Linked DNA regions of Macaca mulatta: all the other regions are linked to region 2. Evidence: chromatin contacts called from public Hi-C data. All regions are on one chromosome and are shown on one strand. Each heading gives the region's core, a stretch centred on a gene start, on an enhancer-like site or on the middle of the called end of the contact. The rest is flanking DNA. Distances are from core to core; before and after follow the strand shown.

Region 1 (3,258 bases), core at 403-2,902, 120 kb before region 2:
GTACCAAACCCCTGTGCACCTGGGGTTCTAGTAGAACTGAGGCCACAGGCCAGTTTCCCTAATCTTAAGGAGCACCAATTATAATGAGCAACAAGAGAATTCAATTAAACAATTAAAGAAAAGGCATTTTGTGACTAAAATGGCAATTATCTGATTTTGTTATTAGGAGGCAGGAAACAAGAGCTCAACAGTGTAGAAAATCCTCAAACGTATTTTCTACAATTCTAGAAAATGCTCAAACGTATCCATGTCCAACTTCTCCCTGCTTTATCATCTACTGTTTAGGAGGAAGAAAAAAAAAAATCCCCCAATTCAAGTTCGTTTTTCTCAATTTTCTATAACCACCCAAAACAGAATCCAAACATAATGTGGAAGCCAGACTGCAGGCTTAAGACTTCAGTCTACTACTAACTGGGGTAACAGCTAACCTTCAGCACTCATCTAGATCCTGGGTTTGTCCTCTCAGATCACTAAGTTACTTAACGGGATTTCATCATGGGCACAGTAAACTGACCAGACCCTAAAGCCACCAGATAGCTACTGCGGTCATTCTAAGGGCAGAAACAGCCTAATTTAGTAGCCAAATAAACATCTTTACTAGCCGATGTGCTCAGGCTTAGATTTTCAGTTCCTGGAAATAGCGTTACTCCTCCTTCACGTGCCAATTGATCCCCATAATGGCGGTTAAGCGGACAAAGTCTGAAGTAAAACCCTGCCTAACGGCAGCACCGAAGAATTTAAAAGGGAACCCAAAGCAATGGCAGCTCCTAATTCATACTTCCCATCCTTTTCACAAGGGGTCCAAATAAGGACTGCCTTCTTCCACATGCGCTATATTTAGTCAGAGGCCATCACCTTGAAGGCAAGGCCATATCCGCCGAAGGGCATGTGCGTATTCTCCAGTGTGTGGTCAAGACCTAACCACTGAGGCAGTGGAGCCAGACGACGTCGCGAGGCATGGGCCCCCCACCCCTCAAACCGAGGGCCAGGAGGGCCGGGGAGGCCCACGGCTCCCCCTCGCCCAGATACCACATGCGGCAAACACGTGGTCGCCGCTGCAATGCGGGGCGCGCGCTCCCGCGGGCCGGACGCGAGCACGCGGGGCGGCTCGGGTCGCCCACTCCACGTTTGTCAGACGGCATGACCTGGAGGGGTTAACAGTGCCCTCCCTTCCCGGCTAGAACACGTTAGCGACCACAGCCCCCGCCCTTCTCGTTTTCTGGAACCTTCCGCATGCCGAGGCGCGCGACCGAATGGAAGGGGAGGAGTGGGAAGGGGAAAAGAGGAAAGGGAGGGGGAAGAGGAGCGGCGGCCACGCGCCAGGCCCTGGCGGCGCCAGGAGAAAAGCGCGCGGTCGCCGCTCTTCCCACCACCGGGCGGACGAGGACAACCCGCGCGGGACCCGCCGCCGGCCGGACATCGGCGCTGCCTTCCGCCCCGCCCCACGCTTCGCTTCAGGTCGTCCCCTCACCTGGGTGGCCTTCCCCCACCGACTCTGAGGTGAAGAGGAACGTGCCCTCCTCGATGAACGCCTCATGGAAGCCGTTGAGCTGTCCGTTCATGTTGGTGTCGGTGAGTGGAAGTGGCGTTGCGAAGGAGCAGCGGCGAGGCGGCAGCGGCTGCGAAATGCGCAAGCTGCGGACAGCGTCCTACTCGGAGCAGGCGGGCGGCGCGGAGCGAACGAAGCGGCGGGCGGCGCGGCCCGGTATTTATAGAGCACCGCCCGCGCGCGCCCGGCTCGGGCCCCGCCTCTCGGCGCCGCGCGCCAATGCACCACTTGCGCGGGGGTCGGGGGAGGAAGGGCAGCGCGCCCCGCGGAGCCCGGGCTGAACCACACTGCGCGGCCGCGGGAGGGACCGACGCAACCCGGCCCTCCAGAGACCGTTTAGTTATATTGAGCCGCTAGAGCTAGGGGAAAAATGCAGACGCGAGGAGACGGGGGGTTTTGCTCTTCCTTGTTTGATGTGGGAGAAAAAGCGACTGGGGCTTGCCGGACCCGCTCCCCTGTGCTGTGACATGGCACCTCCCTTCCGACCGTTGGCCGGGATAGCTTTCCCGGAGGTCGCGTCCCCCAGCGGAGGCGGCGGGAATCGCGGAGGTTTTGTGCTTCGGCTGGGGTCTTTCTGGCCGCCCCGCCTCTAGATGCCGGGTGGCAGGGAGCCGGTGGCGGTCGGCCATGTGAAGGTGGCCATCTTGGCTGGCCAGCGAGGGCTCCTCACGGTCTTCCTTCGGCGTCCCCGCCCGGCTTGCTGCCGGCCCCGGGAAATCTGAGGAGCGCCGGCCCACCTTCTAGTCATTTCCTGGTGAATGGCTCTGCTGAAGATGGCCAGAAAGCAGATTAATGAGGGTGCTGCCATCGATTTAAACAATCGCCCTCCTCCTCGCTCCCCTGCGCTCAACTTTCTGAGGGACCCTCGCCCCTCGCCCTTCGTGGACTTAAAGTGGAGGCAGCGCTCCAGCCTTTCTCCCCAGAGAGAAAGGAGGCCGCTCCCAAGGCCGTCCTTGCCCCGTGGCCTAACTGTGCCTTTGAAGGGGGAAAAAAAATCGATGTTTCAATCCTCTGTTCAGGAGAATATGGAACGAACATTTCTTTTTTGGTGGGTGGGGGCTATTAGTTCCCTTGAATGTGCTTAAGTACAACTCTCGACGGCGTGGAATGGGCTGTTTCATTAAGCTTTCACTTTAAAATGTCCACCTGCGTTTGTCCCAGTTTTGCCCAATAAAGGAATTATAGACAGGGAAAAAGAGCGAAACAAAAATTGAGCCAGCAAGGAGTAGGGAGTCCCGTTTGGAGGGAGCCCGCCTTGGGGGCGGGGGTCTCCGCAGCTTGTTCTGGGGCTGGGCCTCAGTGCAAGTCTGGTCAGGGGCTGGTGGCCCGGTGGCCAGGTGGCCCTGGGCGCAGCGCGTGACAAGAACGCCGGGTTTAATGAGGTTCTCAGAGAACGGCCTGCGCCTAGCATGGGATGCACTTTACGCTGGGGAGGTGAAGGAGACCCCTAGTAACAGTCTCCAGCTGCCTACTGCTGGAGGCAGTAGAACGAGGTGCATTCCCTAGAACAATCCTCTCCGCCGGTGAGGGAGGAAAGGTGGGATTTGCTAAAGGCTCAGCGGGAAACAAAGGAAGCACTTGAGCTGTGCTGGGAACACCGACAAAGAAGGTAAAGAAAGGGCTTATCACCATCCTCAGTGACCACATCCACGGTCGCTCAAAGCAGCCAGCAAGAAAAGGTTCGACCACAAAAGAGACAATAGATCATG
Region 2 (3,006 bases), core at 204-2,703:
GAGGCTGAGGCAGGAAAACCACTTAAGCTAGGCAGCAGAGGTTGCAGTGGACCGAGATTGCACCACTGCACTTCAGCCTGGGCAACAGAGCGAGACTCCGTCTCAAAAAAAAAGAGAGAATGCACTCTTATTAAAGAGTCCAGGGGCTTAGTCAATAGCTGTCTCCAAGTTTCTATGGTACCTATCTCTCGTCTCTAGGGGCAGAAGAGCTACTCAACAAAAGGCTGATTGTTGTAACAGAAACACTCAGAAAACCGAACCTTTGAGAACTTCCCAAGCAGAAATGGGCATGCTTAGAGACCACTCGACCAGTTAATATGAACCCCACATCTGCTATCAAGAGAGTCTGGGCAATCTACTTTGAATATCCCTTCTGGAGCTGTTTCTAGGTTGTTTAGAGATTAAATGAAGTATTTCTAGGAAGTAGGTCGCCTAGACCTAATCACACAAGAATGACATCTCACCGACACACAAGGTCATGGCTAAACCTTCATTGACTAAGTATTTTCCTCCTTCCTTGATGATCCAGGATGTAGCAGTATATGCCGAGATCAGGAAGTGTAAAAGCTGAAAATGGAGTTGGAGACAGAAAGTCCAATGAGTTGCTGGCCACTGTGGTGTCACTGCTCCCGATACAGGTGTAACCTGAGTCTCCCACTTGGGAGCCAGAAATCAGCTGAGAAGAGGCCTCTGGAAAGAGGCCGCCCTGGCCCAGGAGGGTGGATGAAGTAGGGCCTCAGCACAGCTCATCCCACCGAGCAGGCCGGACCCTGAGTTCCTGGCTTGCACTGAAGGGTCTGGGTAAGTCCCTTCTGTAGCGCCTCAGAAGCTCCTTGGGCAACCTGGGAAGTTAGGACAAGAGTTCTGACTTTTGACCCTGAGGTGTGAGGAGAGTGCTTTGAGAGAGAGCATGGTGAATGCGAGTGACCTGGTTATTACCTCCGGGCAGCCTCCTAACCTCACCTTGACTCTGCCATGCAAAATTGATGCCTGGGCGCAGGGCGCCGACGATGGTCAGATACCGCGGCCTGAACACCCTGGAACCTACATCCCTGACTTGGAGGACCCAGGCCTTCCGGGGGCTTCTCCATGAGTCCTGCAGGCCACACAGGGACCCTAACGGACCTAGTTCAGTCTCAGGGTCTGGGCTGCTCCTACCTCCAGGAATGGGAGTTTGCTCTAGGCGATGGAGGAAGGGTTCAGGAGGCCACTCTGCGTCCCTACTAGCTTGTGGGCCCAACCCCCTACCCACCATCTTCTTCTCCCACGGCCCCAACCTCGTAGGGAGGACATGGCGGGGCTCAGGTTCGCAGAGAAGGAGGGCTCGGACCAGCGACTCCAGAGCAGAGCGGCGCGTGCAGGGGTGGGGAGCTGGGTTTGTGAGAAGAGAAGGCCATCTCCTCCCCAGCAGGAGAGCCTCCACCCAGCCACCGGAACCCCACCCTGCCTGGTACAATCTTTGCGTCCGGATCAGCACCCAAGGCCCCGCCCCACGTCCCGCTGCCTGCCGGGATTTGTAGTTTGTAGGGGTACGGCCAGAACGCGCGGGCGCGCGCGCGTGTGTGTGTGTGTGTGTGTGTGTGTGTGTGTGTATGTGCGCGCGTACGTGTGTGTGTGTCTGTGTGTGTGTGTGTGTGTGTGCGCGCGTACGTGTGTGTGTGTCTGTGTGTGTGTGTGTGTGTGTGTGTGTCTGTGTGTGTCCGGGTGGGGGGGGGTCTGTTGTGTTCCCGTCGCGCGCGAGCGTGTGTGTGTGTGACTGTGTGTGTCCGGGGGGGGTTTGTTGTGCTCCCCGTCGCGCGCGAGCGTGTGTGTGTGACCGTGTGTGTGAGAGACTGTGTGTGTGTGTGTGTCCGGTCTGTTGTGGTTCTCCAGTCCCCGAAGGCCTTCCGGGGACTCAGCAAAGGCACCGCAGGCCGCAACTTCCGAGACCCCGCCCCGCGGCCCACTGTCTGCTGGGATTTTGTAGTTCGTAGGGTTCTAGGGCCCTGGCCGGGCGTGCCCCTCTCCTGAGTCCTCGTTTTTCTCGTGAGCCCTGGATCTGGACAGTGGGCCCGGCGCAAGGCCCGCGACTCCGGCTGGGCTCCCAGTGGCACTTTCTGCCGATCCTGAGATGTACCCGCCACGCCTGCGGGACTAACCTCTAGGTGGGCAAACTGAGGCACAAAGAGGGGCGCGCTCTGGCCTGAGTCGGCCCTCTTGTGAGAATTTGGACTGAGAGACCCAGCCCAGGCCTGGCAGGCAAGGCTGGGCCAGGCGAGGTCCTGGGCCCTTTCGATGTAAGAGTGTGCAATCAGTAGTGTTTCACAATAATGAACAGGCTTGCCCAGGACTGGCTGTGCATATTAGCACTGGTTACCACAGGCTTGACGGATCAAATTTTTATTTGGCACCGCTACAGAGGGGAGCCCAGGGAGGGAGGAAGTCTCTTGTGACCAGGAAAACCTATGGTCTACCCTGGCCTTCAACTCTCCTTTAATGATAAAAATAAACCGAGTTTGGGAGGGGGTGAGGAGGGTGTTTTGTGAACTGTAAAGTCCATAGTATGAGTGAGGTGTTACTATCATCAGGATCAGACCTCAAAGCACTGGAGAAAAGGTCTGGGCCTTCAAGAGCCTCGCCTTAAAAGGGAGGGTATGGCCGGGCGCAGTAGCATTTTGGGAGGCCGAGACGGGCAGACCACCTGACATCAGGGGTTCAAGACCAGCCATGTCGAAACCCCATCTCTACTAAAAATACAAAAACTATCCGGGAGTGGTGGCACATGCCTATAATCCCAGCTACTTGGGAGGCTGAGGCAGGAGAATCGCTTGAACCCAGGAGGCAGAGGTTGCAGTGAGCTGAGATTGTGTGATTTTGTCACTACCCTCCAGCCTGGGTTACACAGTGAGACTCTGTCTCAAAAAAAAAAAAAAAAAAAAAGGAAAAGGGAAGGTACACTTACTATAGTTATGTAAGAAATCCCCTTTGGGAGAAGCTGGGTGATCGGATTTCCCTAGACCTTTTTAA
Region 3 (3,304 bases), core at 461-2,960, 95 kb after region 2:
AAGGTGCTGGGACTACAGGTGTGAGCCTGCATGCCCTGCCAATACTATTTTCCATAATGGCTGTACTAATCTACATTCCCACCAACAGGATATGAGCATTCCCTTTTCTTCTCATCCTTGTCAACATTATGTATTTTTTTTTTCTTTTGATAACAGCCATTCTAACTGGGCTAAGATGATCTCTCATTGTGGTCTGGATTTGCATTTCCCTGACGATTAGTGATAGCATCTTTTCACGTACCATTTCTATGTTGGCCATTTGTATGTCATCTTTTGAGATACGTCTATTCAGCAGGTCTTTTGCCCATTTTTTTTTTCTTTTTTTGGGATGGTTGCCTAGGCTGGAACGCAGTGATAAGATTTTGGCTCACTCACTGCAATCTCCGCCTCCCAGGCTCAAATAATCCTCCTATCCTCAGCCTTCTGAGTAGCTGGGATTAGATGCACAGGCCACCATGCCCGGCTAATTTTTTGTATTTTTGGTAGACACAGGGTTTCATCATGTTGCCCTGGCTGGTGCCCATTTTTTAATTATATTTTTTTCCTTGAGTTTCTTATATATTCTAGTTATTAATCCCTTGTCGGATGGATAGCTTGCGAATAGTTCTCCCATTATGTAGGTTGTTTCTTCACTGTTTCCTTTGCTGTGCAGAAGCTTTTTAACTTGATGTAATTTCATTTAAGACCTATCATTTCTTAAATCACTGTCTCCTAAGCACCAAGCCTGGCAATCGTTCATAAAGTGATTTCAAACATTTAATGTATAAACATAACAGTAACTGTAAACGGTGGGATACAAAACCATTTACCTGATTATCCCAATATGCGGAGAAAATAAATCTGCATAGAAAAGAGAAATACACTAATTAAGAAGGGAAAGTGTCCTTTTTTTTTTTTTTTTTACAAAACTAAATGGAAACATAATAAACTAATGTAAGCGGTAACCTGTGGAGGAGTAGGAAGACTCTTCTAAGAAAGGTCTATTTACTTTAAAATCTGGTTATCATTTCTGAAACATTATACCGTACTATCTATTCAAAAAACATTAAATGTTTAGAGGGCAGACAATACACTAAAACATTAATAGTGATTATCCCGGAAGGGTGGCAGTCAGGTTTTGTTTTCTGCTTCTGTACTTTTACGACCAGAAAAAGGCTGCACTTTTTGGAAAACATGTTTGGCGACCTCGGAGAACACAGTCTCTGTGGAGGCGGGAAGGAGGAGGGCCGGGATGCGAAGGCAACGCTTTGTAGGTGATCGGATGGATTTGTTCCCACATGGGAGAGACCAGAGCACCGCATGTTTGTATACTACCAAGAGGGAAACACGAAAAAAGCAGAGCATAGAAACGCAAGCACAGGATGGTGGTGGCCAAGAGGCGCCTGCCCCTAGCGACCTCACTTCCGCGGCCAGTGCGAGAGGCCAGGGAGCTCCAGCTCTGCCTGTAACGTCTCGGAAGTACGCAGCGGAGAGGACGAAAAACGGAGGGCCAGTCTGTTGCGGCTGTGGTAGAGACGAGAAACCAGGAAGAAAAGGCTCACCTTCCACTCAGCGACCGTAACCACCGCAGCTGAAGGCGAGCGTAGACATCAGCAGCAGCGGCCCCCGCAAATCTCGCCCTTTGTCTTGGCGGAAGCCGGAGACGGAAAGACGCGCGCAGCAGGGGCGGGACTGGAGAGGGGCCCCGCGCGCGGATCTCGCGAGAGCGTTAGAGGGCGGAAGCGCTATTCGAGCAGGATGAGGTTCGTGGTTGCGTTAGTCCTCCTGAGCGTCGCAGCGGCTGGTAAGACCCTCTATCCAGCATCCCACTCTTGCCCCCAGATCCCCCATTCTCACCTGGGCAGGTAACTTCTAGGCTCGCTTCTTCCCTGCCCGACCCACCTCTCCGCTCGCCATCATCTCCCGCCCCACCCCCCAATCCCTGTTTCCCCGCTGCTCCCAATATCTTCCAGCTCTGAGGAGTTCCTTCTTCCGGCCTGCCCTTCTCTGGTGCTAAGTCGTTTTTCTATTTTAGGAGCCGCGCCGCTCTCGGACACCGCAAGTGTCAAGAAAGAAGAAGCTGGAGTTCGGCCTTCTACAGAAAACGTCTCTACTTACCCCACCTTGAGCCAACGGCCTGGAGGCTCTACCAAGTCGGATCCGGAGCCGCACACTTCAGTAGACAGCCCTAGCAGGTCGGATCCAGAGCCGCAGACTTCAAAAGACAGCCCTCGCAAGTCGGGTGCGGAGGCGCAGACCCCAGAAGACAACCCCAACAAGTCGGGTGCGGAGGCAAAGACCCAAAAAGACAGCTCTAGCAAGTCAGGTTCGGAGGCTCAGATCACAAAAGACAGCTCCAGCAAGTCGGGTGCGGAGGCAAAGACCCAAAAAGACAGCCCTAGCAAGTCGGGTTCGGAGGCGCAGACCACGAAAGACAGCACTAGCAAATCGGGTGCGGAGGCGCCGACCACAAAAGACGTCCCTAATAAGTCGGGTGCCGACGGCTCTAGCAAGTCGGGTGCGGAGGATCAGATCCCAAAAGACGTCCCTAACAAGTCAGGTGCGGAGAAGCAGACTCCCAAAGACGCCGCTAACAAGTCCGGTGCAGAGGAGCAGGGCCCAATAGACGGGTCTAGCAAGTCAGATGCGGAGGAGCAGACCCCAAAAGACGGCCCTGGCAAGGTGGTTCCAGAGCAGCCTTCCAGGAAAGACCATTCCAAGCCCGTCTCCAACCCTTCTGATAACAAGGAGCTCCCCAAGGCTGACACAAACCAGTTAGCTGACAAAGGGAAGCTTTCTCCTCATGCTTTCAAAACCGAATCTGGGGAGGACACTGACCTCATTTCTTCCCCGCAGGAGGAAGGTAAGTCTTCAGAGCCTACTGAGGATGTGGAGCCCAAAGAGGCTGAAGATGATGATACAGGACCCGAGGAGGGCTCACCGCCCAAAGAAGAGAAAGAAAAGATGTCCGGTTCTGCCTCCAATGAAAACCGTGAAGGGACACTTTTGGATTCCAGGGGTAGCGAGAAGGATGACCATTATAGGGAGAGTTCTGGAAATGCCAGCGCGGAGAGCAGCCACTTCTTTGCATATCTGGTGACTGCAGCCATTCTTGTGGCAGTCCTCTATATCGCTCATCACAACAAGCGGAAGGTAGGTCTAGAGCGGCCTTCGGGAGGGGAGTGGGGTTTCCAGCACCCTGGAAGCTTGGGTTTGGGTGGGTATCCTATCACTGGATGCCCGTGAGCACTGGGGACTTTAAAACAAACTTCAGTTTTTTTCCTCGGGCCCCATTAGGCCTTTTTACTCTTGTTTTGTGAATCGT

The links. A called contact is a pair of places that touch in the nucleus more often than the background predicts.
Region 1: a contact with region 2 is called in a Hi-C map of blood, with 6 times the contacts expected there. The contact joins the promoter of MAT2A here to the promoter of SH2D6 in region 2. A contact is called at or near these places in 11 of 14 Hi-C or Micro-C datasets (CD4 T cells, blood, cortical neurons and 6 more) and 1 of 4 datasets of contacts at active chromatin or transcription factors (excitatory neurons).
Region 3: a Hi-C map of blood shows a contact between it and region 2, with 3 times the contacts expected there. The contact joins the promoter of TGOLN2 here to the promoter of SH2D6 in region 2. A contact is called at or near these places in 2 of 14 Hi-C or Micro-C datasets (blood and liver).

What each region holds. Positions count from the first base shown.
Region 1 is chr13:38,857,158-38,860,415 of T2T-MMU8v2.0, forward strand. MAT2A (methionine adenosyltransferase 2A) reads right to left here and starts at 1,653. Exons shown (of 9, transcript NM_001195289.1): 1 at 1,472-1,653. The coding sequence starts at 1,562.
Region 2 is chr13:38,977,406-38,980,411 of T2T-MMU8v2.0, forward strand. SH2D6 (SH2 domain containing 6) reads right to left here and starts at 1,454. Exons shown (of 18, transcript XM_077959143.1): 1 at 1,278-1,454; 2 at 465-567. It also overlaps a transcript of CAPG not described here.
Region 3 is chr13:39,071,818-39,075,121 of T2T-MMU8v2.0, forward strand. TGOLN2 (trans-golgi network protein 2) reads left to right here and starts at 1,711. Exons shown (of 4, transcript XM_002799323.4): 1 at 1,711-1,783; 2 at 2,015-3,132. The coding sequence starts at 1,738. It overlaps ELMOD3 (ELMO domain containing 3), which reads right to left and starts at 1,645. Exons shown (of 12, transcript XM_077959121.1): 1 at 1,542-1,645; 2 at 810-840.